Linked DNA regions of Mus musculus: all the other regions are linked to region 1. The links are chromatin contacts, called in public HiChIP or PLAC-seq and promoter capture Hi-C maps. All regions are on one chromosome and are shown on one strand. Each heading gives the region's core, a stretch centred on a gene start, on an enhancer-like site or on the middle of the called end of the contact. The rest is flanking DNA. Distances are from core to core; before and after follow the strand shown.

Region 1 (4,106 bases), core at 431-2,930:
ATGCCTTTGGTCTAGGATTCCATATACCATGTCAGAGCTGGAAGGCAGAGAGAATGGAGAGCCACCCAGTATCCTCACACCTGGTAGTTGTCTCAAGATACAGATGCATTATGGGAACACGCTTCCTCTGGTCTTCCCCGGAAGGACCACATTTCACAGCCGGGACTGCTGGCTTTAGAGAGGTCAGCTCTGGTTGCAAGGAAACCCAGGTACATTGACCATGGAGGAAGAGCAGGAGGATGAGACCCACCGGGCCTCCTTTCTAGGCTGTGGAATTTGAGGCCTAAGGTGTGTGAGCTCTCTGGCCCTTTGCTGCAGCCCGGGTTCTTTCTCCAGTAGAACATGGGGGACACTTTTCCCTCTTTGGACAGCCATGTTTCTTACCTGTTTCAAAGTCTCCAAAGCGGAATGTTCGCCCTCCCTTCAGAAGGCCAGGCCCTTGCTTCTCTCGGCTTTCCTCTCTTTGGATTACTTTGCCCTGGGCTCCGCTGTTGATATTTTGTTGCTGCTGTTGTGTTACTGCTTTGTCTCTGAGAGATTGAGCCTTAGGTAGCCCAGGCTGGCTTCCATTTTACTAAGTTGGTCTTGGAATTCTCATTCTATTGATTGGCTCTACCTTGGGGTGGCAGCCATGTGTCACCAACTCTGGCTTATGTGGTGCAGGGGTTGGGGCGGAACTGAGCGTTTGTGAAGTAAGAACTCTATCAGGCTACCTACTCACTTCCATTCCCCCCCCCCCCCCCCCCCCGCAAGTTTATCAGCTCATCCACGGGGAAATGCTCTACAACAACAGATGAATGAATAAGTGTTCTGAACTTATGGCATATTTTTTTAAGGCCCGTGCCTTATAAATATTTTGGGGAGAATGTGGAAAGGAATTCGAAGGTGACAGTGGGGTGAATTTTTAATACTTTAACACCGCGTATGTGTGGGAGGCATTCCACGGCTGTTTAATAAGTAACATATGGGATGGTGGCAGCCCTTTGGGAGAGTGTGGTGGGCACGGATTTGTTGGGGAAAGAGGTCCATGAGTGTGCAAGGAAGGTGCTGACTGATGTGTAAGGTTGCAATATTGGGGAACTGAGGTGCGCACCTTGATTCCACTGTGGAGACAAATTCACAACCGCCCATCTTCATCCAAACACAACTGTCCACAAACTATTTCTATATTAGTGCAAATAGATACTGGAGCACAAGTGCACACACACACACACACACACACACACACACACACACACACATACACACACATCATGCCTTCTGAGTCAGAGTACGCCCTAAGAATTGGCCAGCGGATCTAGCTCCTACCAGAAGGCTCTCCAAATTCCCAGGGAAATTTGAAAAAAGGTAGGAACGTGTTTGATTTGATGGAGGGGGGCGGGGGGGGGGCGGGTGCTTTATTGCAGTTCTTGCAATGGCCAGAGAGAAACTGGCATTCTAGAGCTGGAGAGCGCTAGGTAGGCAGGGGGAGGAGACATGAGCAGAGGCTGGAGAACTTGAAACATGAAATCAATCAGAACTCCGGCCGAGAACACCCCGGGGCCGCCAGCAGCCGGCGGGGGGCAGACGAGGGCCAAGGAAGGGTTAACGCGGGAGCTGAGTGTGCCACGGGGGCCGGGCCGGGGCGGGGCAGAGCGGGCGCGCGCTGTCCCTTTAAGGCGGGCGGCGCGCGGGCCGGCCGAGCGCCTCTGTGATTGGCGCGGCGGGATCACTGGCTCCCCGAGCCCGGCCCGGGGGAGTCGGCTGGAGCCGGCTGCGCTTTGATAAGGTCCTGGCAACTCAGTAACAGCCCAAGAACCGGGAAATAAAAATAAGCAGCCGTTCGCGATGGATTTCGGGGCCACCCGGAGGCCGAGGCGTCCGCCTCCCCAAAGGAGAGCTTTGCTGTAAAAGGTGGGGTCGGAGGCTCGGTCCCGTCGCAGCCGTTTCTAAGAAAGCTCCGTGCGGCCGGGGGCGGTTGGCAGCGGGGCGCGGGGCCGCGGGAGGGGGCGACCGGGAGCAGGCCGGGGTAGTAGAGGGGTGCGGATTGCACGGCCCCCCAAAAGGGGCGCTGGAGCGCGCTGGGCTGGCCCGGGTGCGGCTCGCATACCTCCCTTCCAGGACCGTGCGCTCGGCTCGCGCCTTTGAAGTGCACAGTTAAATCCACAGCGCAGTTTTTGTTGGAAGCGCCCGGAGGACATTTGGTGCGCCTAGTGACTGCTGGAAACAGGACCTGGGTTGAAAGCCGGCCGGGCGGGGGCCGGGGGCGGCCGCGGTGGGGGCGGAGGCCCACTCGGATCTTTTGCATAAAAGGGGCAGCGGGGCGCACGATCCCCCCCCCCAAAAAAAACCCGGCGCAGACCTCGGGATCGTTGTTTTCCGTGCACCCCCTCCTCCGCCTCCGCGAGACTCCTCATGTTCCCCACGCCCGGGCGGGCCCGGGGGGGCCCCGGGGCAGCCTCTGCGAGTCCAGCGGGGGACCCGGGCAGGGGCTCTGCCCGCGGCGCCTGCGAGGTCTCCGCAAGGAGTGCGCCAGCGGATCAATGGTGAGTGCCGAGGCCGCGGCGGTCCGGCGGCCGGCGCGCTTTGATGTGCGGGGCGGCGCTTTGAAGTTGGCAGGCCGGCTATTTCGGGGCGCGCTCCGGGCCCGCGCGGAGGGGAAGCGGCGGGCTCGGCGCCCAGCGCTCCGGGGGGTTTGGCCGGGCGGCCCTGCGCGCGGTGAGCTGGAGTCCCCTCCCCTGCGCGGGGTCCGGGGTGGCGGGGGGCCGGTCAGGGAGACTTCTCCAAGTGGCGTTGGGGACGGAGGCGGAGACGGGCAGCTCGCCCTCGGGGGTCGAGTCGCCGTGGGTGTGGATGAGTTGGGGTGTGCGTGTTCATGCGAGTGCTTTTGGAAGGTGGGATGAAAGGGTGGCGGCGCCCCCCGCTTGCCCTCCCCGCCCTTCCACCGCCCCCTCCCACTTCTTTCCCCACTAGTCTCCCCCTCCCATCCGCGGGTCCGCGCTTAGGTGCCGGGAGCGCTGGTGAAGGCTCAGTCTGAGGGTAGAACCGGCCAGAGCCCAGGGCGCTCCCGTCCCCCCGTTCCTCCTTGCCGCCCCTTTTGCGGAGAGGCCGAGACTCCGCGCGTCGCCATTTCTGGACTAGGCGGTTGCTTTCCGTGCCTTTTTCTGCGGGAACCTCTGCGAGGCTTGACACCAGGGAGTTACCCCCATCCGGGCTCCGGGGTCTCCGGCCTCGCTCCTGGTGGACGGCATACCGGGACTCTGGAGGCTTTCGTTTGCAGTTGGGCCGGGGAGGGACGGGACAGGAGGGGCTCAGAGGAGATGAGAGCCTGGCGGCCTTCATCTTCCAGGTAACGGCGCCTCGCCACCTTCTCTGCGCCCGGGTGCGCGGCACTGTCCGGCCCCACCACTTCGGGTTTGTGCCCAGCCTGGCGGCCTGAGCTCCGGGACTGGGGTGGGGTGCATCGACCCAGACCCGGGGTCTCGGGCAGCTGGCCTGGCGTCCCTCCCTGTACCCCGGCCCGCCCCTCCTTAGTTTGATCCTTCCCTGGCTAGGGAGAGAAGCTTGTTTATTGGTTAGATAAGACTTCTTTTCTTTTGGAGAAAGGACTGGCTTGGGATCAGTGTAGTTTGGGATTCTTGGCACAGGCAGTAGTAGCGTGAGAAGCCTTCTGATCCGGTTTTGTTGGGTTCGTGGCTCTAGGAGGTGGACTGGGGAGCCGGGGGCGGCGGGTCTCGAGGTTTCTCTTCTCTCTTTAAAAGTTTGAAGATCAAAGCCTCTAAGTTAGTGAACTGGTTTCTGCTTTGGGGAGGCAAAGAAGACAAGAGGTGTAGACTGAGCCACGTTTTTGGTGGAGTCTTGAGTTTAGGCAACATCATCGGGGGTGGGGGGTGCATGCCGAATCCGCGAGTCGCTGACCCCCTTCCCGCCGATGCTGGGCGGGCTTTTTTTTTTTTTTCCCCAGGCGGGGATCTTCTGTAAGAAGTGGGACGAGGGAGCGCAGAAGGAGGGGGGGGGGAATGGGAACCAGATGCCGGGGAAGGGCACTTTGAGAACTCGAGTTATCTGTGCAGAGCAGAGTGGGGAAGTTTACTGAAATTGGTTTCACCTGCACGCAGCCGGTCGGC
Region 2 (4,106 bases), core at 795-3,294, 440 kb before region 1:
GAGGTGTCCTCCAGATTTACACACACACACACACACACACACACACACACACACAAGTCTATAAAGTTTAAAACACCAAAAGAAAACTAGTTTTGAGGTTGGAGAAATTATTATAGTTGATGTTTTGTCTTAAAAAGGAGATGACTATTTCTGAAAGTGAGAAGTATGGGTATAGAACTTTTGGTTAATTTAAGTTAAGCCCAACCAGGTTAAAACAAGACCAAAAGCGAGCTCTGAGCCCATTGGAACCCATTGATGGAACATGCTTTTCTTGTTGTGCTGAGGTGTAATTTGTCTCACAGGAAGCAGACAACAGTGTCTGCTTGTGTTCTGTTCATTTGATTTTTTTTCCTTTTTTTTGTGCCAGTGGATGGCGTGTTTGTGTATGTATGTTATTTAAGCCTGTTAAATGATTGTTGAAATATTTTCGGTAAGCTAGTAAATGAATCTTCACATGGAGTATGTGGAGGACAACTTGTGGGAGTTGGTTTTCCTGCCATGTGGGCCCCAGGCTGAATTCAGGCTGTCAAATTTGGCAGTAGGTTACTTTACCCACCGAACCATCTTTGGCCCCAAACGTTGAGTTCTAAAATATTAATAAGATATAATCCTGAAGCATAGTTGATTTGATGTTGAAAGCTGAATCCCCAGGCGCTCCCCTCGTTCCTGTAGAGTTTCCTATATTCTAATTAAAAATATTTTAGTGGCATTATTGGCAATATATTGTTTAATAATGTATTTCCTTCTAAAGTTCATGTATCTGATAAAGTGCTTATTAACCTTTCTGGAAACAAAACTCTAACTATTAGTCTACCAGAAGATACTAACTTAGGACAATTTGGCTAAAACCTGAATAATAAGAAGATATAAGCCAACAAAAGCAATTTGTAATTCAGTGTGCCTGCTAAAATGCTAAACAAAATAAAACATTAAAAGCCAGTTTTTACTAGAGAACATTCAGATATCTGTATTACTGGCTAGTTAAATTATCATATATTTTATTCTTGCTATTCAGTTTGCTTTGAACAACTGTGCAGATGTCCAGTGTTCACACGCTGCTGGAATCTCGTACTTGGGGCTGTGCCTTCTGTGTGCTCTCATCCACATCAGCATTTGCACATGAGTCTGGGGTAGCTTCCACGCTAGACATCCTTTTTGTGGCATTCATTCTTGATGCATTTTGAGAGAACAAGAGGTTTTCTGCAAGAGCATGAAAGAAGTCGGCTTTAAGACTGTTTACAGATTGCTCCATCCAAGTCCATGCTGCCTGCGAATTACAAAGTGGGAATCGTCAACTTCAAAGCACATCTGGCTGTTGTTACAAAATCAGAAAATAGATTGCTTATTTTCCCTAAATAGACTCAAGAGCATGCTTTCCTTTGACTATTTCCCAAACTCAGTGTATTACAAATGAAGAAGAACAGACATTGTTACCAGTTTTTACTGTTGCTTGTTGCTCTTATGAATTAGAATAGACATTTTTCTTTATTCTCTAGTTTGAAAAAATAATTCATAATAACAGAAGGCTTTAACTTCTTTACTTAATAGTTTTAAAGATGAAGGGTTGGAATAAGACTTACTTCTGTAGAGTTGAAATGCTGCGTTGTAATTAAGTAAACCAATATTTTGTGTCCTGCTTGTAAATGTAGAGTTGGGCAAAAATAAGTCACAGATGGTTTCCTTGGCTTTTGGTTTTAAATCTAAACTTAATTAGAGCTTGAGCGTCTTTGAGAATTGTTTTTTTCTTTTCCTGTTTCCCCTTGTACTTAATTTTGCTTCATGAGTTAGAGTTGGGTGTTTGTGTTGGTTTGTGTATGCCTTTGAAGGACTCGCTTTCTGTGTTCCCCAGATAAAGAATGCCAACTTTGTTTTCACAAATGGACTTTCAGACAGTAGGTATTGAGTCCTCTGTTGCTTCCTATAAGTTTGCTGCCTGTTCTGAAGAGCTGTGCCCCTGAAGTAGGCACCTCCTTCTCTGCACAGTGCTTTAGTCGCTCTGCCCCTGTGACAGGAAGTACACTGCTGTGACTCACCTGTCGGCCAGGAAAGCTTCCTGTCCTGAGCACTGAAGGCAGGCTTCCACACTGCAAGCCCAGCGTCACGGAGACTCTGTACTTACTAGCTAATTCTGTTGAGGTTTGGGGTCCTTATTTGTCTGTTTTCATGTAGATCTTGGAATTACTATTCTCTTTCTCTTCATTGTGATGTAGGCACTGGTGATAGGCGCTTTTCTTTTCTTCCATTGTTGGTCTATGTGGAGGATGAGGAGACAGATTTAAATTCAGACTGGTTACCAGTGCTTCTTCACAGGATCTAGTCTCTAGGTGAAGAAAATCATCGTGCACAGAATCATTGTGTACATTTTCCTGTTCTAGTGACTAAAATGCATGTATTCCTCAGATCTCGTCTGCTGTTATACTAGACTCTTTGCTATCTTAACATTTGTTTTTAAGTCAATTACCTCTGTTTCTTTAATTGATTATTTATCTTTCCCTCTTATGTCAAATTGAATTTAGATAGCTTCGCAATTATATAAAATTTAGCTTTTTGGAAATAAGCTAGGATTTTTGAAGATTTAATAAGTTGTATGTGAAAGTTTGTCACTTAATTGAGTATTGCAGGGTAAAAACCCTTTCTTTGGCCAGAGTCGTACTGTTCTTGTTCACTTTGTGATTATTAGTGTAGTAAATTGTGAGCACATGACATGAAGAAATTAGACTTTCTAGCAATGATTTTTAATTCTTATTTTATTTATAAATCAAATGATTGGTATAGAAATTTTAAAGAAGTTCCCATTAAGCAATTCAAGCAATACTTCATCGAAAGGCATTAAATATGTGCTAGGAAACAGAGATCCAAAGCTGAGGAGACGTTATCCTTGTACTCCATCTGTCCAAAGGTATGTGTAGAAACACACTGCTCAACAATTAAGGTTAGGTATGTCGGGGCCGTTTATGTGAACCCAGGATACGATAGAGCTGGGAAAAGGTGGGACCGAATGCATCTCCTCTCTCCCCTGCTTTGAGAATATCACTGGACACTGGAGTGGGTTTGAGAAAGAGACTGGGGAACTTGGCAATCACAGTCTTTGTTTTAGGATTCACTTTTTTTGTTGTTGAGAAAATGCAGTTTAGGTCATACAAAGAGATGAGCATCAGGTGGCACTGGCCTGGCAAGAGTTAATTTTCCTGGGGAGCCTCACTCTGAGCCAGCTAGTCTTGAAGATTGCATCTCCTGGCAGCTAGCGAGTGCTTTACAAGGTCAGAGGTTGTTCAGTGCCCCTGGAATGTAGATAAAGCTGGGGATGGTGAAGCTGAAAGACAGGCTAGGAGACTCGGAAAGGATGCTCTATCCTCATTGATGCTGTTAGTTACAGTCAAAGTGCCATGTCTCTAGCATATCTAGGATGTAGTGACTGAATTGAGATTTAAAGAATGAATCCATGTGTGCTTAGAAGGTTTGGGAGTAAAACAAGCAGTCAGAGGGCACAAGTCTGGCACTGTAAGTCATTGAGGCTTTGGGCAATGTGAAGTGTGTGGTGAGCATTAGATGAGACTGAGCGACTTAGGAGAGGGCCACATGAAATGCATATATGGCACTTCAAAAAATAAACAAAACATTAAATTATACAGAAGAAATTTTCACACAGAAAGATGTATTTTATTCAAACATCTCCAAATGTCTTTATTTTAATTTTTCAGATTGAAAATCCCCGGTACCTGAGACAGAAACCTCTCCCAGTTTCTCTGGTAGGTGGTGATTCCACTGGATTTTTTTTTTAGGGACAGCTAACTATAAATAAAATATGAAGTTTTAAAAACATAAGAAATGTCTTATTTATCAATTTCAATTCCACCTTCCGAAGCATAATTTAGTCTTGCTGCCTAGAAATTGAGTGCGTCACCCTTTTCTCCAAAGCTAACGTTACTTTGAAATGAGTTTCAGATACTGTATTAGCTTAGCTTTAAAGAGTCCGGGAACCGTCCTGAGAAGTTCAGAATAACTCTTCCTGGTTTTACAGATGACTCCCAAGGGCAGCCTGAGGAAGGCTAGCAGTCTTCATGATGACCATTTTCTCTCTCGAATGCACGAGAAAGAGGTAGGAC
Region 3 (4,106 bases), core at 1,094-3,593, 390 kb before region 1:
ATGGTTCAAGTTGGCATTACCATCTTGACTTAGTTGCTTATTCCTGGTCTCACAGTCTTGAACATCACAGCAGTCCTTGTACTTGAGGACAGGATACCTCCACACAGCTGAGGTCTTATATCTTGTTATATAAAGCTGCTCGTGACTTTGACAGTTAGGTGCTTAGGGTTGTCTTAGTGATAAGCAAATGACATGTATAACTCTAAGTTTGATATCCAGTACATTCATTGCTTTTATCAGGTCACTAATTTTATTTACTCTAAAGGTATATAAAACATACTAAGAATAAACATTTGTCATTTACAGGATCAAGAAAATAAGTTTCACATGGAGAAAAACCATTTAAAACACACCTATGAGAAAAAGGTAATATGTTTGGAAAATATAAACATTTAAAATAACAACTTAAGCAGGTAAAGGGGGCTGATTTAGTAATTGATTTATCTCATCCTTTAAAGATTTGTTTTCTTACTAATTCAATCTCAGTTAACCAATATAGTCAAAGTTTTCATGTTTATGAACAGCTTCAAGTTCAGTTGTTAATCACACCAACATTAAAGCTCTAGTTTTGTACTCTGTTGGGGGAGGGAAGATTCTCATTGACTGAATCTCTCTTATGAACAACCTGATTTTTTATTTCTATAAGTTTGAAACAGTTGGGCCTTACACTGCATTCCTGTGTATCATCCATGCTATAAGAACTTCAGACCTGCAATCCAAACCGTAAAACAGTCACAGCATTGACTACTTACAGCTTGCACAACCTTAAATGTATTTTAGTATTCCTATTATTATCAGTAGTAACTAAAGCTTTTAATACTTTAGACAACAATTGATAGATTTGTGACTGCTATCTCAGTTCTGAAATTGTCTGCTATAAGACAGAGAAGGTAAAAGTAGTTGAAATAACAAAGGTTTTATTGATTTTTTTTTTCAAGACAGGGTTTCTCTGTATAGTCCTGGATGTCCTGGAACTCACTCTGTAGACCAGGCTGGCTTCGAACTCAGAAATCCACCTGTCTCTGCCTCCCAAGTGCTGGGATTAAAGGCATGCGCCACCACCGCCCGACTTTTATTGATATTTTTGTTACTACTTATTTTTAATACTTGCCAAATGAATCCACTTGTAAAATATAATAGAAAATGAGGTTTACCCTTTCATTAATATCTATGTAAGTTAAAGCTAACCCTGGCGTGTATTGTAGCATTCTCAAGTCACATTGCAAGCCATCATTTTTGTCCCTCTAGTTGCTTAATTGATATTCTTTAAATGTGTCTACTGGGACAGTGCATCATGTTAGGTGATAGGGTGAGGCTAGGAGCTGTTAGTCTCTGCTTTCCAAGAGATGTACAGGATAAAGAGTGTGTTGTGACTTACAAAAAAAAAAAAAAGGATTTCCTCTGATGTATATTGATCTGTTTGTGTGCTTTTTATAATTGTAATTATTATTATTTTTCTGGATTTTTTGAGATAGGGTTTCTCTGTGTAGCCCTGGCTGTCCTGGAACTCACTCTGTAGACCAGGCTAGACTCAAACTCAGAAATTCCACCTGCTTCTGCCTCCCAAGTGCTGGGATTAAAGGCATGCACCACTACTGCCCAGCTTGTAATTATTTTCTTACTCCTGCAGTTTTATTATAATTCATTATAACGTGTTTAGTATATTTATATCTATAAAACAGTATCTAAACAGGAATATGAAATGTCTATAAGTGCAGCTTTTCATTCTCTATTGCTGAGAAATGCAGTTTCCTAAATATTTTGCTTGTGTGTGTGTGTGTGAGAGAGAGAGAGAGAGGGGAGGGAGGGAGAGAGAGAGAGAGAGAGAGAGAGAGAGGGAGAGAGAGAGAGAGAGAGAGAGAGAGAGAGACTGACTGATTGATTACTGGAAGCCGTAAGCCCTCTCCATTGTGTAAGGAAGGTACTGGGTTAGCCTGGGTTTACTATTCATCGTTGTTCCCTGGGTAGCCCTCTGGCTCCTCTTCCATTATGGACTTCTTTCTGGCCTCTTGTTCTGCTGCTGTGATGTGTGCCAGTTCTCTCATGTGCTGGCCTAAGGAACAGGATAGGCCGTTGTCTAGAGCAAGACACACTGAGAACTGTCCTGTAGAGAGAGACCCAGATAGCCTTTGCTTTTACTGAATTCTTTACTGTATTTTAGCCACCAAATAATCTAAGGTTCTGCTGTCAGCCTTTCTCCCTGTGGAATAGACAAAAGGAAGGAAACATGAGAATTTGCTTTGTAACTGGAGCTTAGGGCAGAAGCCCACTTTGCAGCAGCCATGGAAGTTAGGCTTTGCTACCTTCCAACACACTACCGAGCCAAGGAGTAGTGAAAAGCAGAGAAAGGGGATTCAATCCATGGAGCAGAAAATGTGGCTCAGTGACCAGAAGTCCTATCTTCTGTGAATGGATGTGAGCTTTAGGTTTAAATGGAGAAAGGATTAGGGTGGAGGGCAAGTGCCCTGCATAGATGAAGCAGTTTTGGTCAAGCTGTGGTCTGCTTGATGAGTATCTCAGTTCTAGGTCTGCACTGCAATCTAAGCAGTTTTGATTGTTGAGGGGACAAGCTGATTCCTGGAAATGCCTGTTCTGCTCCAGGTTATGGCTTCACTAGAGAGGATAACTCCACACTAGAGTGGATAACTCCACACTAGAGAGGATAACTCCACACTAGAGAGGATAACTCCACACTAGAGTGGATAACTCCACACTAGAGAGGATAACTCCACACTAGAGAGGATAACTCCACACTAGAGAGGATAACTCCACACTAGAGAGGATAACTCCACACTAGAGTGGATAACTCCACACTAGAGAGGATAACTCCACACTAGAGAGGATAACTCCACACTAGAGAGGATAACTCCACACTAGAGAGGATAACTCCACACTAGAGAGGATAACTCCACACTAGAGAGGATAACTCCACACTAGAGAGGATAACTCCACACTAGAGAGGATAACTCCACAGTAGAGAGGATAACTCCACAGTAGAGAGGATAACTCCACACTAGAGAGGATAACTCCACACTAGAGAGGATAACTCCACACTAGAGAGGATAACTCCACACTAGAGAGGATAACTCCACACTAGAGAGGATAACTCCACACTAGAGAGGATAACTCCACACTAGAGAGGATAACTCCACAGTAGAGAGGATAACTCCACAGTAGAGAGGATAACTCCACACTAGAGAGGATAACTCCACACTAGAGAGGATAACTCCACACTAGAGAGGATAACTCCACAGTAGAGAGGATAACTCCACACTAGAGAGGATAACTCCACACTAGAGAGGATAACTCCACACTAGAGAGGATAACTCCACACTAGAGAGGATAACTCCACAGTAGAGAGGATAACTCCACAGTAGAGAGGATAACTCCACAGTAGAGAGGATAACTCCACACTAGAGAGGATAACTCCACAGTAGAGAGGATAACTCCACAGTAGAGAGGATAACTCCACACTAGAGAGGATAACTCCACACTAGAGAGGATAACTCCACACTAGAGAGGATAACTCCACACTAGAGAGGATAACTCCACACTAGAGAGGATAACTCCACACTAGAGAGGATAACTCCACACTAGAGAGGATAACTCCACAGTAGAGAGGATAACTCCACAGTAGAGAGGATAACTCCACACTAGAGAGGATAACTCCACACTAGAGAGGATAACTCCACACTAGAGAGGATAACTCCACAGTAGAGAGGATAACTCCACACTAGAGAGGATAACTCCACACTAGAGAGGATAACTCCACACTAGAGAGGATAACTCCACACTAGAGAGGATAACTCCACAGTAGAGAGGATAACTCCACAGTAGAGAGGATAACTCCACAGTAGAGAGGATAACTCCACACTAGAGAGGATAACTCCACAGTAGAGAGGATAACTCCACAGTAGAGAGGATAACTCCACACTAGAGAGGATAACTCCACACTAGAGAGGATAACTCCACAGTAGAGAGGATAACTCCACAGTAGAGAGGATAACTCCACACTAGAGTGGATAACTCCCCTCTTTGAAAGTGCTTGGTCCTGCTAGGCTCTGCTCTCCTTGGAGTCCAAGGTTCAGAACAATGACTGGAGACTA
Region 4 (4,106 bases), core at 986-3,485, 390 kb after region 1:
GCTGGCCTAGAGGCTACAATGTAACAATCTGCTGAGTTAGAGAGGCTGAATTGTAACAATCCACTGGTCTAGGGAGGCTACAATGTAACAATTTACTGGCTTAGAGCTACTACAATGTAACAAGTTGAAATTCAGGACCTTAGCTGCAGAGACAAAACTGAGACTCTTGTAACCTGGCTCCTCACTTCCTGCGTTAATGTTCTTCTAGACTGGAAAATATGATTGAGCAGACCTGGGGCATGTGCTCAACTCCACATACATTGGTAGGTAGCTGACTTCTAACAAGAGGAGGGGGGGGGGTCTTTTGTGTTAAAAATCAGGAAAAAACAAACTGAAAGTTAAGCAATCAAAATCAACACTTGTCCATTGTAACCATTACTTCAGAGGGCTGGAGAGGCTACTCAATGATTAAAGGACACTGGCTGCTCTTCCAGAGAATCTAGTTCAATCCCCAGCATCACACGGTGGGTCATAACCGTGCATAATTCCAGTTCCATGGGATCTGACAAGCTCCTCTGCCTTACCGGCACCAAACCCACACATGGTGCATAGACGTACACACAGAAGAAATAGTCATACACACAGGCACACACACACACACACACACACACACACACAGTGTGTGTGTGTGTGTGTGTGTGTGTGTGTGTGTGCCTGTGTGTATATATGCTTTTTAAATTACTTCAGAAATGTAGCTTTTCCCTTCTCCAGTATTGTTTGCTTAGACAGGTGGGATGCCATGAGTAAGAGCAGTGAACGCAGTAAATGGCTTTGCTCTAAAATGCCAAGCAGCTCTTCAGTGGGTTTGCACACATTGGCAATCCATTACCCCAAATGAACTAATTTCACCACACTCTTTCTTGCATCAAATGCCACACATTACTACACCTGGACAGCTCTTCCCTCCACCAGACTCAGCAGTTATAAACTCACTCAAATTTCACTATTTTATAGAGCAGAAAATACAGATACAATAGTGCATAAAAGCTGGCTCACCTGAAACCATGACTCAACAGATGAGCCAACTGGAATTAGAGAAGGAAGTAGAGGGACCGCTGTGTGTGCTCGTGCCCAGGGTATGAAGAGAAAAAAAAACAGCTCAAGTATAGCACCAGCCTACATTCAATGTGAGGCTTCACAGATGAAACCATTCTAATACATCATCATCATCAGTTTTCCTGTGTGTTGCATGAAAAATACACTGTCTCAGAATATATGTATATGAGTATGTATACACACACACACACACACACACACACACACACACACACACGCTGAAGAGTTGACTCAGCTGCTAAGAGTACAGACTGCTCTTACAGAAGACTTGAGTTCCATCCCAGCACCCACATCAGGTGGCCCACAACCACGAATAACTCCAGCTCCAGGAGATCTGACAACCTCTTCAGGCCTCCAGGGCATCAGCACACACACACACTAAAATGTGATTTAAAAACACATGTGTACATACACAAATATATAATTAAATATTAAAATTAAAATATGTGTTGTATTGGCTAGTTTTGTGTCAACTTGACACAGCTGGAGTTATCACAGAGAAAGGAGCTTCAGTTGAGGAAATGCCTCCATGAGATCCAGCTGTAAGGCATTTTCTCAATTAGTGATCAAGGGGGAAAGGCCCCTTGTGGGTGGTGCCATCTCTGGGCTGGTAGTCTTGGTTCTATAAGAGAGCAGGCTGAGCAAGCCAGATGAAGCAAGCCAGTAAAGAACATCCCTCCATGGCCTTTGCATCAGCTCCTGCTTTCTGACCTGCTTGAGTTCCAGTCCTGCATCCTTTGGTGATCAACAGCAGTATGGAAATGTAAGCCGAATAAACCCCTTCCTCCCCAACTTGCTTCTTGGTCATGATGTTTGTGCAGGAATAGAAACCCTGACTAAGACACGTGTGCACATAAATAAATACATAATTTAAAATAAAAAGATTTTGGAAAAATATGTGTTCTATGCTGGGGGAGTAGGGGATAGGGAACTGTTGAAGATTTAGGTGGTGCCCTACTGTGCTCCGGTGTCTTCGTTGTTTTATTGTGTGTTGTTTTGTTTTGTTTTAAGCAGTAATGTCAGTGGTCTCCCATCCTCACTAGGTGGCTCTGTCAGCACCAAAGGTAAGGAGTCTCCCAAAAACTTGGCGGGCTCCCCGCTCCCTCCACTGGACCAAGGAGATGCAAAGACCTCCACACTCCTAGAGAGGACGCTTAGGCTCCTGCAGAGGATTTCCGCCCTCAGCTCACTTCCGGCCTCGCCCTACAGGCGCTGGTGCCCTGCGTTTACTCTATTCTTCATAGTGTCCTAAGGCTTTGCTAGGCTCTCTTGCCGGGGGCTGCGGGGCTCGCCTTTTCTGCGGAATTTGCTCCAGATGGGTGCAGGATTGGAGTGTGGCAAGGGAGCGCCACACCAGATTCCCTTTCTCTCGGGAGTGCCTTTCCTCCGGTACCCCAAGCTGTAGCCCTCTTTCCTGTCTGTAACCGCTCACTACCAGATGGGTTATAAAAAATCATAGTGACACTCAAATTTAAAAGAATGGGGCTTGGGGAGTGTGTGTGTGCATCTGAGACAAAGACTAGCTTGTCCATAAATAAATATCAAGTAACAATATACTCTAGTTGTGACTGGAAATGAGAGAGACAACTTGGGTTAATGAGGACGAGATCAGGTCCTGGAAGAATTATGCACACCTGAGATATGTCACAATGCCCTGGAGCTATAGGGGGATGCCAAATCCAAGGCTAGCTTAGGGAGCTGGTGAAGGTGTCATATCCAAGGTCTTGCCAAGAAAAAAAAAATGCAACCCCCATCACGTTGGGTTATTCAGCTAGAATATTTCCCTTGTTCCTAGTCCCCCAACAAGCAGCCGCTCACCACAGGTACCTAACCTTTGTGAACCTGAGTGTCTTCTATTTGAAATAAGACGATCTATTATCATACCCCAGCAAGTGAGACCGTACGGGGCTACATGTTTCTTTGTACACTGATAGACCTTCCGAGGGTTTATGAAGACACCTTGGAATGCTTTATGTAAAGAGGCTTTGCTGCAGTGTGGTCCTGAGAAGGGAACAAGAGATGAACCAGCAGTCCTGAAGTTTAAACTGGAGTCTCCACATAGTAACAATATGAAGACTCCTGGAAGACCTGAAGTAATTAGAACTTGCTCAACTTTGTTTAGTCTGCTGATCCCCAAGATTTTTCATCACAAACCTTTGAGCAAGACCTTATTATTATGGCTCCATGGTTTGGTTTGTTTTGTTTTGTTTTTCCAGGAACACATCTTGGAAGATGTTGGAATACAGAAATAAGTCACCCGGGCACTGTCCTGTGCAGAAGGCATTCATTCTCACCTCCCAAAAGGCATTTCACATCTACTTTTTTTGGAAATCATAAGGCTAGGTTCCCGTAAAGGTGGCTCCAAGTTTTATAAACATGTAAAAGAAAGTACCACAAGCCATAAAATATTTAGAAAAGGAAATGAGGGGCTGGAGAGATGGCCCAGCGATTAAGAGCACTTACTGCTCTTGCACATGATAGAAGGGCTCACAAACAGCTGCAACAACAGTTTCAGGGGATCTGCAGCTCTAAACAGGGCTTCTTGGCACTGCATGTGCATGGTGCACATACATACATACATACATACACATCTACAAAAGAAAAAGGAAATTAACAAAGTATCTTTGCTCCTCTTCCTCTAGGTCCTTCCTCCTATATACATCAGACAATAAATATCCAGTGTTATTAAGAAATATTTAATTGTTTGTGGAAAGAATGGAAATAATCATTGGGGGAGGGAGGGAGGGATGTGAGCCCGACCAGATGGAAATGCTGGGCTTGTAAATGAATCAACACAGAATTGTACTGAAGAAAATTCTAGAATAAACCCCACTTTTTTCAAGGATACAAGAAAACAAATGCTCCAGAAATAGTGGCACACACCTTTTATCCCAGCATTCAAGAGGCAGAAGCAGGTGGATCTCTATGAGTTTAAGGTCAGCCTGGTCTACAGAGTGAGTTCAAAGTTCCCTAGGGCTACACAAGAATATCCTGTTTGGAAGAGAGAGAGACGGGGGTGGGGGGAGAATATGAGAGAAAAAAATGAGAGA
Region 5 (4,106 bases), core at 805-3,304, 370 kb before region 1:
TTTTCTTAGGACCAGAATTGATTGTATTTTAAGTTTGATGTTAAACCTAAATTACTAGAAGGCATTAGTAAGAATTTACTTTACCTTTATAGGTGGATTACAGTTATGCAATTTTGTATACCATGTTGCAGTGTGTAAATGTTGTTCTATTGTGTTTTTGAAAGTTATAAAAATAGTACTAATGATAGTGAAAAGAAACCAAATCCTCACATATGCAGCTGAGATGAGATCCCAGCCATCAGCCATGGTGAAAGCAATGTTTTCTGTATCTGTAGTTTATCTGTATCTGTATCTGTATCTGTATCTGTATCTGTATCTGTATCTGTATCTGTATCTGTATCTGTATCTGTATCTGTATCTGTAGTATCTGTAGTTCGTTTCACATTAAAGAGGTCAAATTATGTAACACATCTGAAATTATGAGAAAATGTTCCAAGTGATGGTACCTTCTTATATATGTTGGTTGTTAGCTATTATAAAATAGAAATCTAGAAAATAGTTTTGTTGCTAACAAATTTTCATAAATTATCTTTTGATCTGATGTTAATTTTAGTAGTGTTGTTCCTCCTGATAAATCGAAGGAGGGATTAGAAATGAGTTAGCAGAGAAGAGAGCTGCCTCATCAAAAGGAATTAATATTTCAAGAACATGAATTGTATGACATGCTAATGTCCAAGCAAGAGGTCAGGAGTATAGCAAACAGACATGACTGCCTGGAAGAAGACTTTTGTCAGATAATTATAAACAATAGATAAAAAAGTTAAGTATGCCTAGCATTCAAAAATACGCTTTTATTTTCTCATTGAATTTCCTTTATTTTTTCCTAAATCATAGCTCTTGAAGTTGGGTGTCATGAAAGTTAATGATGGTTCTTTACAATTGGTAACTGTTAAATTTTTTTTTTTTTTTTTTTTTTTTTTTTTTTTTCTTTCCATTTTTTATTAGGTATTTAGCTCATTTACGGTAACTGTTAAATTTTAATCCTCTAATTTTTATTACCTGGTATAAAATTTATTCATTTTAATTGTAGAATACACAAATGTCAAGGAACTTTGAAGAAACTTCAGTAATTTAAACCATATATCTCTGTTCTTAGTGAAAAATGAAAACACCCCAAAGGAGGTTTTATGTGGAGTAAACGAGGTCTGGAAATGGTCTGTATTGAGACCTAATGGCCTTTTGATGTCTGATTCTTTGATTTTGCCTTTTCTTTTTAAAGGGGTGCTATGTGATTATAATTAGAAACATTTCAAGTTCTTTACTTGGAGAGCTAATTGTTCCTTAGCTCACGCCATGATGACTAATGGTTCACTTCTAAATGGTAGTAGTGTTTGAAATGATTCCTAAAGAGATTCACCATGGTAAGCGAAGAATGCTTCAGTTCTTCATGAAGGCTTTATCATGTCTATAAGTGTACTCATTTATTTTGCAGTTGTGGCTCTCTTGTGTATATTTGTTACATATTAAACAGGCTTTATTTTAATAATTTCTAACTAATTTGTTGTGACTATTAGTTTGCTCTTTTGCAACTAGAATTAAGTCTATTTTAAGTTTGGCGATAAACCTAAATTATTAAAAGTCATAATGAGAATATACATTAATAGGTGGATAATGGTTATTCAATTTTGTATTAATATAATCATTTGTAATAGCTAGAGAAAACCTATCCATATAATTTAGTAAGTTCCCAAAATCTGAGCATAATTTTCTTCTTACAAATAGCTCTCTTGAATACCAGTGTGGTGGTAAAGGGGGCCCAGCTGTTCTCTCTTCTCCACTCTGCTGGAGCATCTGAAACCAGTTTAGATCCAGAGCAGTCAGAGCTTGCAGTTTATTGTAAACATTCCTTAGCCCCAGTGAGCATGCTGACTTAACCCTCCCTCTGCGAAACACAATGTGAAGCCTGCAGAGGAGAGCAATATGTGACCGCCGTGCTTCAAGCAGAGAAAAATGTATTTTCTGTTAAGTGGTTCTTTGTAGAAATGTCATCATAGAACACTCCATTTCTTCTCCTGAGGACACATGGAGTGTGATGGTCAGGAAGCCTCTCACTGAACTGACAGACATTTGGAGCACTGTCTCACACAGTGAGCTCAAAGTGTAACCTGAGATCCTCTTAGCCCTGTGAGACGCTTTCTTTAGAATTCAGCAAACTCATTTTAAAGCAGCTTATATATTTAGCTTCTTGAGTTTTATTACACTTACAATTCCACTTTTCCAGTGAAATGTGGTGAAGTAAACATGATTGGGGGAGTGAAATCCACTAACAATGTAAAGCCTTACTTCATTTAGTGTTTACAGTAAACACAATACTTTAATACCAAGTCTTCAAAAGACTCCTGTGTGGCTGTGTGTGATCTGCTAGGAGAGGTGGAGTTTCAGAAATGAAGCAACTTGCCCAGCATCTCATAAATGATGTGTTCCTGAGCTGAGCTTCGTACCTGGGCCTTCTGAGTCTAAATCTCCTATCCAGAAAAAAAAAAGTTAAATTTTACTTTCTCTGTCACCAAAGTTTTTTTTTTTTAATTATTTAATTTTTTTTTTTATTTATTTTTAATTTGCCTGTTGTTGTTGTTCGAGGCAGGGTTTCTCTATGTAGCCTTAACTGGTTCAGAACTTAGGTAGCCCAGTTGACTCATCTTGCAAATGATCTTACTTTCCTTTCCTTCCAAATACTAGGATTCTATTCTAGGCTTGAGTTACCACTCTAACCTTGACAAAATAGTTTTCCTTTTGTACTTTCTAAATGACTTGACTCAAATTGTTTATGTGTGTCCATTAACCCCCATGTGAGTCTGTGCACTCCATTCTCTCCTACAGCATACACACACACCTCCCTTTTCTGCTATGATTATTGGGCCTAGATTGGTTTCCTGATCCAAAGGGGACCAGTTTGTTTTCCCCTGAGATTCAAAGACCTTATATTGTTGATATACTTCTAGGATTATCAACTTTGCACGGGTTTGACTCATTTGTCTCTTTTGTTAACCACCGAGTCAGGTACTATGGAAATTTGAAATCTAAAAAACTGGTAGACTAAAGCAAACAAATTCAGAAGCTGAAAACCTGAGAAGTTACTGTGTTAGCTATTATTTTTGTTTTTGTGATAAAATAGATAAGAACTTAAGGGAGACAAGTTGTTTTGGCTCATGGTTTGAAGGTGTAGTCTATTATGATTGTCGCAAACAGGAGGCTGCTTGCTGCATCTGGATAGAACAAGTGCCAGTGAAAGGGGAATTCCGGCGTTCTGCTTTCTCTCTTTTCCACCTTTATTTAGTCCGGATGCCCAGCCAGATTAAAGTTGAGTCTTCCCTTCTTTGTTGAGCATCTCTGAGAAACTCCCAGTGGTTTCTTCTAGGAGATTATAAATCTTGTCATATTGGCAAGAAAGACTAACTTTCCCAGTTATCATGATGAAGTTTCGTGAGTCAACAGCCAATATGGACTCTAGTCAAACTGAAGTTTTCAGCAGTTGTGTTGATGTAAGGGAACTGGGCAAATGCAGTGGGAAACAGAAAGTCTATGACACACGGGTGTAGATGGGGAGCCTAATGTGCCATGTCAAGAGAGTCTTTTCTGAGACCTTGACTCTTCCTAATATACAGGCATGTTACTCAGCTACTGTGAGTGTGGGGTAGACTACCTGTGGTCTATATACTGTAATTGCCACATACATTACTTTTTAAAGGGAAAGAATGAAAGTGAATTTTATTTTCCTTCCTTATTGAAACTATCACAGATTATGAAAGTATCATATCACATCAAAGTATGAATTACTATGGGGATAGTTTAATTCTGTAGACTCTTTAGGAAGTTCTAAGTTAGATCATTTATAAATAAAATTAGCTTATTGCCATGTAATTGAGAACATGTTAGTATTTTGTTTTGTTTCACCAGCAGTTATAAAGTCTTAAAACTTGTGTAAAATCTTAAAATTTTGTAACATTTTTAATTTAGAAAAGATTAGAGGTTAATATATAACACCTTTTTTCCCTGTTAAATTCAGAACTCGTTTTGGAGAAGGTCAGGAGTGTCTCCACATGAGGCTAAGTGTACTCACGAGCCCACGCTCAGAGCTTCCCTAAGAGACCATGCACTGAGGACAG
Region 6 (4,106 bases), core at 621-3,120, 330 kb before region 1:
CTTCTTCTCATGTCTCTCTGAGCTGAGGGAGCTCACACAGGGCCCTAAGTAGTGCATGCTTCTGGTATCCTGTTACTTTTTCACATTCCATCTCCGTGGCCTGATTTCAAGAGAAGTACTTGCCAAGCCTGAGTTGCTGGGTGGGGTTAATTCACACTTTTGAATACTAATAGTGATGACACAAGCAGGATGTTCTTTTGGTTGTCTGTTGTTGAAGGAATGGTTTCTATTACATAGAGTTTCCAAGTAGAATCAGATTTCCGAGATAAGAAAGCACCATTTGTATGAGTACTAAGGGATTCCATGTGTGATGGAAACCTTACAGCTAGCTCTTTCACACATCAATCAAGTGATTTTTACTGGGGGACTTGAATAAATGTTAAACAAAATGTTAAAGTATATATGGAAATACATGCTAGATTAGAATCTCCCATTCAGGATTATCAATTATATAAATTGTATGTGGCTTGTATAGATTAAATCCTACAGGAGAATAAAGCAGATTTGTCTAGGACTTAGGTTTTTAATCTCTATTTAGCCAGGCATATAAACAATTATTTATTTAGCTTTCTGCTACTTTTTTCTTTTTTACCTGTGTAGGTTTGTGGTGTGCATGGATATGCATACAGTTTGTGCATATATGTGGAAATGCCTGTGTATGGGTGCAGAGGTTTGAGGTTGATATCAGAGGTCACCCTTAATGACTCTGCCACCTTATTGGTTGAGGCAGGCTCTGTCAATCAAATTGCAGCTTGCTGTTATGGTTAGTTGTGCTAACCAGCATCCTCTGGGGACCTTCTGACTTATTCTGAGGCTTTAGTCATGGCTACTACCTCCACCCAACATTATTGAGGTTCTAAAGATACAAACTCTGCTCTTCCTACTTGTGGGGCAAGCATGTCAAGCACTGAGCCTTCTTCCAAGCCATACTTGCTGGCATTTGCACCTATCTGTTGACCGGGTCTGTGTGTTTCAATGTTTGTGTATCTAGCTATGTATATGTATCTTAAAAGAGTTAAAAGACAATTTCCTAGCACCTTTCTAAATATTTGGTAAGTATGATAAAGCACATTTCTATCCTAAATTATATAACTTTGTAATTGTACAACCTAGATTGTGCATGTCATATTACTGATGAAGTAATGGTGCACAGCACTTTACTGGAGAAAGACCAGTTACTTTTTATAACTGTAGTTGATGGAAAATGCTATGTGATCATACATTGTCCATTCTTCCTTTTTCCTAGAACCAGTTCTCATTTAGGGAATCAGTAGTCATGCATTTAAAGACACTTCTGTCATAGAAAGTGGTTAATATTTAATGCACTTCAAAGAAATAAGATGCAAATAGGGCAATTAAGTTGCTACTGACAGGAATTTAGGCTTCCAGAAGTTCAAGAGGGGAAAGGGTTTGTTTTGGCTTACAGTTTGAGGCACAGTCCATCACTGTGGGGAAGGTGTGGCAGCAGGCAGCTAAGTCACCTGACCATATTGTGTCCTCAGAGTACAGAGGAACAGAAATGCTGGTGCTCAGCTTGGGTTCTCCCTTTCTTCCTGTTTATTTAATCTGGGACCCCAGCCTGGGAGATGATTTTACCCACACTGAGGGTGGGTCTCCTCAGTCAGTCCCTGTATAGTATCATTACAGACATGCACAGAAGTATGTCTTTTAGGTGATTCCAAGCCTATAACGTTGACAATAAGGATAGATCATCATACTCTGGCTTAAAAGAGGACTCTGAGCTAAGTCATGCCCCTTTCCTTCTCTCCTTTCCTTCACCTTCTGCCCTCCCCTTCCCAGATGTCCAGAACTAAAGAGATCATTTTGCAACTGCCAGGGCAATGTTGAAACGCAGCAGCTGTGACCCTGACAGCTTTGACCTCCTGTAGATGGTTACTCTTGACCTTTCTTACATTGGGAAACAATTAAGTTCCAGAGTACACTGCTGAAGCCCTGGGCACCTGGGTTTTCTCTAAAGTATCCCTTCCTTTGGCAAGGAATAAGTCTGAGGACCCTGTCAGGAAGATCCCAGCGGCCTTCGCCACTTCTAGTTCTTGCTTCCGCGTGCAGAAAGGCATGCATGCATGCAGTCCTGCTCCTGCTCCTGGGTGGGCTGCCAGACTGCATCCTTGGTTTTTCTTGAAGCCAGAGATACACAATAAAGGAGCTCTTGTTTCCCTTTGGTTTTGTTTGAAGTGAATGGAATTTGGAATGATGATGTGTGAGGAAGCAGAATCCTTTGTAGTTATGGCAACTGAGAACTCTAGTTTTAGATAAGCTTTCTACGGCTTGTTTTCTATTCTGCTTAAATTGCAGAGGAGGAATGGAGTGGGGTTTGGCATTCTCGGTCAGTGTTAATTTAAAGTGAAAAATATTTCATTTTTACTTACTAGCCATTGTCATTTACTTTGGTTTTTCTTTCTTTTTTATTGGATATTTTATTGATTTACATTTCAGATGTTATCCCCTTTCCCGGTCCCCACCCCTTGTGGAAACCCCCTGTTCCATTCCCCTTTCCCCTCCTTCTTTGAGGGTGTTCCTCCACCCACCTACCCACTTCCGCGTCCCTGCCCTGGCATTCCCCTACACTGGGGCATAGAGCCCTCACAGGACCAAGGGCCTCTCCTCCCATTGATGCCCAACAAAGCCATCCTTTGCTACATATGCAGCTAGAGTCATGGATCCCTCCATGTATGCTCTTTGGTTTGTGGTTTAGTCCTTGGGAGCTCTGGTGGTTTGGTGGGTTGATATAGTTGTTCTTCCTATGGGGTTGCAAACCCCTTCAGCTCCTTCAGCCCTTTCTCTAGCTCCTTCATTGGGGACCCCATGCTCAGTCCAATGGTTGGCTTTGAGCATCCACCTCTATATTTGTCAGGCTCTGGCAGAGCCTCTCAGGAGATAGCTATAACAGGCTCCTGTCAGCGAACACTTCTTGACATCCACAATAGTGTCTGGGTTTGGTGTCTGTATAAGGGATGGATCCTCAGATGGTACAATCTCTAGATGGCCTTTTCTTCAGTCTCTGTTCCACACTTTGTCTCTGCATTTTCTCCCGTGAATATTTTGTTCCCCCTTCTAGAAGGACTGAAGCATCCACACTTTGGTCTTCCTTCTTGAGCGTCATGTGGTCTTTGAATTGTATCTTGGGTATTCTGAGCTTTTGGCCTACTATCCACTCATCAGTGAGTGCCATGTGCATTCTTTTGTGATTGGGTTACCTCACTCAGTATATTTTCTAGTTTCATCTATTTGCCTAAGAATTTCTTAACATTTGTATTTTTAAAAGTCTTTTTGTGTGTCTAATTGTTTTCTATTCTGATTACAGACAATATTGCTTACATAAAGTGCTAATTTTTATTTTACAACTTTACATATTTTCAGTTTTAAAATTTATTTACTTTTAATATTCTATCTGTACTGAAGTAATAAGAAGCAAGAATCTGTGTCATGTAATGTTTGTCTGAAAGCTAGTAATCAAATTAGGTCTGTGCCTGTCTGCTCTCTCGCCTTCCTTGTTCCTTTACTTTCTTTATTCTTTCACTCACTCATAAGAAAGCTTTTAGTCTCAAAATATGGCAATTTCCTTATTTCTTCAGTTCACAAGCCACAGTCATGTGTTTATGGCATGTCATTTCACATCTTTCTGTCATGCAGTTTGCTGCAGCAGGAGAGTTATAATCCTTGTCACCTCCCTTCTCTGCGGAGTGCTTGATGATTGTGAGTCTGTGCTGTGGCCTGCAGTCCCTCCTAGTGTGCAGATCACTAGACCTCAGTCCTCTTTTGTCACTGAAGCTTTGTCCTGGACAACATGGCCTAATGCTTTCCCCTCCCCATGGTCTCTGGTAACTACCACTGTCCTTTCTGTCCCATGAGCTTGACTTTGTCAGATTTTATACATAGGTGAGGACATGCATTCTGTCTTCCTGAACTTGCTTATTTCATTTAACATGTTACCCCCTCCTGTGTTGTTGCAAATGCCAGGTGCCCTATTTTTTTCAAAGACTGAGTAGAATTCTGTTTTGCATGTGTTATACACTACACACCTGTGTGCATGCTCGTGAGCATTTGGAGAGATCTCATATTTTTGCTACTGTGGATGACTCTAA
Region 7 (4,106 bases), core at 780-3,279, 310 kb before region 1:
GAGCTCAGCAATGTCATCCTGGGATGGTAGTGTTCCATGGAAGTCATCTTCATCCTCGGCCTCCTGACTTCTTTTCAGCCTCTCTTCCGCCCCAGGCCTTTGGGGTCAGAATGTAGGGATGACACCACTGTCGTATTCAAGACTGAATGTTCTTTAGTTATTATTCTTAGAGCTCTGATGGCTTATAAATATCTGATTTAATTGCCACCCTCTACAAGAAAACAAAAAACAAACAAAAAATCCGATCCTCTCTACTTCAGGCTAAAAGCTGCATCAGTCTTTGGGTATAAATATTTAGATGGCTGTCTGACTGCATGTTCAATAGTGGTGTGTTGCTTCCTTGGGCTCATGCCCTCAACAACTATAGGCTTCTGGCTTGATTTGTAGTATAAGGTATGTATAGTCTTGCTCATGGAACAGGGCTCACATCTAGTCATTGCAAACATGTACATGTGCGCGCACGCACACACACACACACACACACACACACACATATACAGGCCCTCCAACTTTCCATTGTGAATTGAGGAGGTACTCATGGAAGCTAATTGACTGCAAATGGTTGCTGAAGGAAGTGATGTCATTTCTCTAATGCAGGCGCGGGGACTAGGTGAGAAGAAGACAGGGCTCAGAAGGAGGGATTGGAGCACACCTGAGTAGTGGGGTGAACAGAACCACAATGCATTGTATGTATGTATGAAACCTGTAAGATCAAGGAAGGGTAAGCAGTTGGGCATCACTCATTACTAGGGCCTCATCCCTATTTCTTGCCATATGTCCTTTCAAGGGAAGTATTCTATAATTCTTCCGTTGTAGTTTCAGGTTATTTGGTTACTTATTTTGCTTCCTATCAATTTTGAGTCGTACCTATTTTTCCAAATTTTCAAAGACCTCAGTAGAATGTTCTATGCCTCCCTCTACTTCTCTTCATTGTAAAATATGTTTAGAGAATTTTGATTAACATTTTAAATTTTATTATAGTGATAATTGATACTATAACACTGAGTAGAAATAATAATGCATCCAAGAACTAAAGATTTTCTAGTTCAATAATTAATACAGTTAGCTGCTGAAAATCTGCTCTAATAATGCTCACTTTAGTTTCCCTTTTCTTTTGGGATTAATATTATACTTGTATAAATCACAGAATAAAACATATGCATTTATTTTAGATAATAAAAACCTTTTTCCTTTACTACTTGGTATACTTAGAATATACTATAAATGTGTACTATTTATCTCTTTACTAATACATTGAAATAATATATGGACAAACATCCAAATTTTAAGTAAATTTGATGCAAAACATATTTTCTATATTATTTATGTAGTATTGTAACATAATCATAAGTGTGTAGGTTCAAGAATTAGCATACATTTATTTTAAATAATATAACACATTTATGAACAATTATAAATTTATTATTGGTTTCCCAACTCTAAAGTCACAATAAAAATATTTTAAAACATATGTTCTAATCTAAAAGCAAACTTAATTTGTTTTTTTATTCTTATTTGCAATTAGGGAATTAAAACTTTAAAATTCATAGAAAAATTACTTCTGAGATTTAGTGTTGTGTGCATTCCTGGAGAAATGACTGCTATAGCTTTAAGATAAGGTAGTCTGGTGATTCATTGCAGGAAACAAGATCGATTTGGAGCAGACTCCTACTGTTAGCTTTTTTGAAGATGAATTCTCACGCTGAAAATAACACAACATATTCTAAATAACAGCACCCCCACACACACACCCTGAAATCCACCAAAACTGAAGAAAAATCCAAGTGACTGTTCTTAGCAGCTGTGTGGCCTGGAGTTCACTGGGGAAGCTGGCTTCCTGCAGTCCCCTATTCATCACCTGCTTCAAAGACAGCCTGGCTGGCTATAGTTTGCAGGCCAGGTAGGGTGCCATTGTGCACAGTCTGGGAGGATTAGTATCAAAGCTGCGGCAACCAGGCCCTTGGTCTCAGGCTGCCATTCAGTCTAGCAGGGAGAGGCTAAGACTGGCCAAGGTCACAGTCTCCAGTGTGGAGTGGACTGGGAAAGGATCCTGAGAATAGAATGCTTTTTATGAAATCATGGCGCAGGCTTGCGGCACAGCAGGTGCCCTTCTGGAAGACATAACATCTGTTTATGTTGGTGTGCCGAGCTGACAACGAGATAATAGAGCTTTGAAATTTATCATTTTATTTTTAAAAGACAACTGTATATACAATAATCCAGATGCGTATTTAGCTCAGATCTTTTATGGGGAAATAATAAAGGGAACTGATCGACTTAATTGTTGCTTTTTACATGTTTATATTCCAGCAGAAAGCAAGGCATACTGACTAGTAACCGTTTACAGCCATTGCTGATCAGTAATGCCTAGTTCTTGGGGAGGAAATACCTAGTATTCAACATCAATTTTTTCAGTGTTCAGACATTAGTGTCAACAGATTGCAAAGGATTTCCTGAATATGCCAAGCATATTGAATATTAGGGGTTTTAGATAAAATGCTCCCCATCAAATGAATGTATTTTAAGGGTGAGGTAATAATGACGCAAAAATAAAATTTTCAACTTGGACAAATTAGAGGAAAATTAAGCTGTACATGAGTTGTCATGACGACAAGGATGTTCTGTTGATGAACTGTCCTCCTCATTGTCCAATCAGATAGTAGAGCTGAAGCTGGAGCATGAACAGGAGAAGACGCACCTATTACAGCAGCACAGCGCAGAGAAGGATAGCCTAGTCCGAGACCATGATCGGGAAATTGAAAACCTGGAGAAACAGCTTCGCGCTGCCAATATGGAGCACGAAAATCAAATTCAAGAGTCCAAGAAACGAGATGCTCAGGTAATTATCAATAATATTTGCTAAAACGGGTGTCTATCTTAAAAAGTCATCAGCGTTTCATGTTTTCTTATTCTTCTTGATGCACGCTGTTTGATCATTTGCAAAACTGACATATAAATGTGATTTTTTTTGTTTTCTCCCCCCGCCCCACCCCCTGTTTGGAGGATGAATAAGGCTTTAACTACAGAAACCACAGGTAGCCAGATTAAAAATCCCATGGCGCGCTATAACTTGGTCCCTTTTTTTATAATCTTGTCTCAGTTCCTTTCATGATTTTTTTTAAAGGTATGCCCCTTACCCCTCCCCTCAGCCTTAGAAAATCCCTAAGAAATATATTAGCCTCACCCCTGGCTTTTTGTTTTAATCTCTGAAGGCAATCAAGTAGCTGCTTTCATATTTGCTTCTCCTGCCTATTGTTGTTTTTCTCCATGAGACTCTATGTTTGATTACCTTACTTGGATGATAATTGATAAAAATGACTCCAGAGAAGTGCTCTTTCTCATCAGGTCTGTTGCTTTTTCCTGCACACACACACACACACACACACACACACACACACACACACACACACACACACACAAGCCTCCTAGCCTCCATCTCTGTAGTCCCTGTTGGAAGCCATTTGGCAGAATAACCCCCAGCTGTGGTAGCATTTGACTCTTCAAACTTATGGATGAAATGTGCACTGTCAGCATGGAAAATTATCTTTATAAATTTCAGATGAAAAAAATCTTATTGGGTATGTATCTTTGTGGTACAATACATTCTTTAGGGTATATATAATCAAGGGCCTTTAGTATAGCCTCTTGAGCAGATTGCTGTGAAATTTTATTAAAGAAAAATGTAAGAGCAATTGACAACAATAAAAAGATAATTTTCTTTTCTAATAAAACCATATCATCTAGTGGGTCTAAAGACCTCTTTTGCCACTGAAATCCAAGCATGCTAACCACACTAGAAGCAACCCTGGTTATCCTTCCTTCTAAAATAAGAGAATTTCCAAATAGCAAAAGAAATCTTCTGGTTTGTATGTGTTTAAGCAATTCTGTAATTACCTAAACATCAACACATTTTTAATTAAAGAAGATGTTAATTTTTTGAGTGGAGAGCAGCTGGCGGTAAGGCAAAGAATGGGAGTTGGGTATTTTTCATTTGACCTTGGTTTGTCTTATTTCAGAGAGTAATTGGTACAATAGGAGTAGACTTGATCAGATTTTCTGTCAGTAATAGACATTTTTAGGGATGTATGTTTTGATTGCTTTATGGG

Evidence for each region. Promoter capture Hi-C pulls out the DNA fragments that hold promoters and counts their contacts. HiChIP or PLAC-seq counts read pairs in DNA pulled down with a chosen protein or histone mark.
Region 2: a contact with region 1 is called in an H3K27ac HiChIP or PLAC-seq map of epiblast stem cells, with 6 times the contacts expected there. The contact joins the enhancer-like site here to the promoter of Axin2 in region 1. A contact is called at or near these places in 7 of 39 promoter capture datasets (the 3T3-L1 cell line, the SN4741 cell line, cancer-associated fibroblasts and 4 more), 1 of 484 Hi-C or Micro-C datasets (nephron progenitors), 20 of 115 datasets of contacts at active chromatin or transcription factors (T-cell acute lymphoblastic leukemia, bone marrow-derived macrophages, cardiomyocytes and 15 more) and 1 of 9 other capture datasets (embryonic stem cells).
Region 3: an H3K4me3 HiChIP or PLAC-seq map of craniofacial prominence shows a contact between it and region 1, with 5 times the contacts expected there. The contact joins the enhancer-like site here to the promoter of Axin2 in region 1. A contact is called at or near these places in 5 of 39 promoter capture datasets (cranial neural crest, frontonasal cranial neural crest, hippocampal neurons and 2 more), 13 of 115 datasets of contacts at active chromatin or transcription factors (T-cell acute lymphoblastic leukemia, craniofacial prominence, embryonic forebrain and 10 more) and 1 of 9 other capture datasets (adipose tissue).
Region 4: an H3K4me3 HiChIP or PLAC-seq map of embryonic limb bud shows a contact between it and region 1, with 3 times the contacts expected there. The contact joins the enhancer-like site here to the promoter of Axin2 in region 1. A contact is called at or near these places in 1 of 484 Hi-C or Micro-C datasets (CD4 T cells) and 5 of 115 datasets of contacts at active chromatin or transcription factors (astrocytes, embryonic limb bud, embryonic stem cells and 2 more).
Region 5: an H3K4me3 HiChIP or PLAC-seq map of embryonic limb bud shows a contact between it and region 1, with 5 times the contacts expected there. The contact joins the enhancer-like site here to the promoter of Axin2 in region 1. A contact is called at or near these places in 3 of 39 promoter capture datasets (cranial neural crest, hippocampal neurons and maxillary cranial neural crest), 2 of 484 Hi-C or Micro-C datasets (myocytes and uterus), 17 of 115 datasets of contacts at active chromatin or transcription factors (T-cell acute lymphoblastic leukemia, astrocytes, cardiomyocytes and 12 more) and 1 of 9 other capture datasets (adipose tissue).
Region 6: a promoter capture Hi-C map of second pharyngeal arch cranial neural crest shows a contact between it and region 1, with 3 times the contacts expected there. The contact joins the enhancer-like site here to the promoter of Axin2 in region 1. A contact is called at or near these places in 5 of 39 promoter capture datasets (cranial neural crest, frontonasal cranial neural crest, hippocampal neurons and 2 more), 1 of 484 Hi-C or Micro-C datasets (nephron progenitors) and 17 of 115 datasets of contacts at active chromatin or transcription factors (SST interneurons, astrocytes, craniofacial prominence and 12 more).
Region 7: an H3K4me3 HiChIP or PLAC-seq map of forebrain shows a contact between it and region 1, with 6 times the contacts expected there. The contact joins the enhancer-like site here to the promoter of Axin2 in region 1. A contact is called at or near these places in 5 of 39 promoter capture datasets (cranial neural crest, hippocampal neurons, liver and 2 more), 3 of 484 Hi-C or Micro-C datasets (cerebral cortex, forebrain and myocytes), 19 of 115 datasets of contacts at active chromatin or transcription factors (SST interneurons, T-cell acute lymphoblastic leukemia, craniofacial prominence and 14 more) and 1 of 9 other capture datasets (adipose tissue).

The regions. Positions count from the first base shown.
Region 1 is chr11:108,918,669-108,922,774 of GRCm38.p6, forward strand. Axin2 (axin 2) reads left to right here and starts at 1,681. Exons shown (of 11, transcript NM_015732.4): 1 at 1,681-1,893.
Region 2 is chr11:108,482,892-108,486,997 of GRCm38.p6, forward strand. Cep112 (centrosomal protein 112) reads left to right here. Exons shown (of 27, transcript NM_001373899.1): 7 at 3,702-3,749; 8 at 4,022-4,099. Among named protein-coding and RNA genes, the nearest start is that of Cep112, 60 kb to the left of the region's middle. Within about 2 kb of position 2,045, at least 11 of the 459 cell types and tissues checked have an H3K27ac peak or open chromatin away from gene starts, as enhancers often do. A contact at or near this core is called in epiblast stem cells, where this site is marked.
Region 3 is chr11:108,523,013-108,527,118 of GRCm38.p6, forward strand. It overlaps Cep112 (centrosomal protein 112), which reads left to right. Exons shown (of 27, transcript NM_001373899.1): 16 at 307-366. Among named protein-coding and RNA genes, the nearest start is that of Gm51924, 45 kb to the right of the region's middle. Within about 2 kb of position 2,344, at least 1 of the 459 cell types and tissues checked has an H3K27ac peak or open chromatin away from gene starts, as enhancers often do.
Region 4 is chr11:109,310,091-109,314,196 of GRCm38.p6, forward strand. No RefSeq gene overlaps it. Among named protein-coding and RNA genes, the nearest start is that of Gm39441, 14 kb to the left of the region's middle. Within about 2 kb of position 2,236, at least 258 of the 459 cell types and tissues checked have an H3K27ac peak or open chromatin away from gene starts, as enhancers often do. A contact at or near this core is called in astrocytes, embryonic limb bud and memory CD8 T cells, where this site is marked.
Region 5 is chr11:108,551,352-108,555,457 of GRCm38.p6, forward strand. All of the region lies in intron 17 of Cep112 (centrosomal protein 112), which reads left to right. Among named protein-coding and RNA genes, the nearest start is that of Gm51924, 17 kb to the right of the region's middle. Within about 2 kb of position 2,055, at least 35 of the 459 cell types and tissues checked have an H3K27ac peak or open chromatin away from gene starts, as enhancers often do. A contact at or near this core is called in craniofacial prominence, embryonic limb bud and neural tube, where this site is marked.
Region 6 is chr11:108,584,836-108,588,941 of GRCm38.p6, forward strand. The region is part of intron 18 of Cep112 (centrosomal protein 112); the gene reads left to right. Among named protein-coding and RNA genes, the nearest start is that of Gm51924, 17 kb to the left of the region's middle. Within about 2 kb of position 1,871, at least 14 of the 459 cell types and tissues checked have an H3K27ac peak or open chromatin away from gene starts, as enhancers often do. A contact at or near this core is called in neural tube and second pharyngeal arch cranial neural crest, where this site is marked.
Region 7 is chr11:108,603,557-108,607,662 of GRCm38.p6, forward strand. It overlaps Cep112 (centrosomal protein 112), which reads left to right. Exons shown (of 27, transcript NM_001373899.1): 20 at 2,657-2,839. Among named protein-coding and RNA genes, the nearest start is that of Gm51924, 35 kb to the left of the region's middle. Within about 2 kb of position 2,030, at least 33 of the 459 cell types and tissues checked have an H3K27ac peak or open chromatin away from gene starts, as enhancers often do. A contact at or near this core is called in SST interneurons, differentiating embryonic stem cells, embryonic forebrain and 2 more, where this site is marked.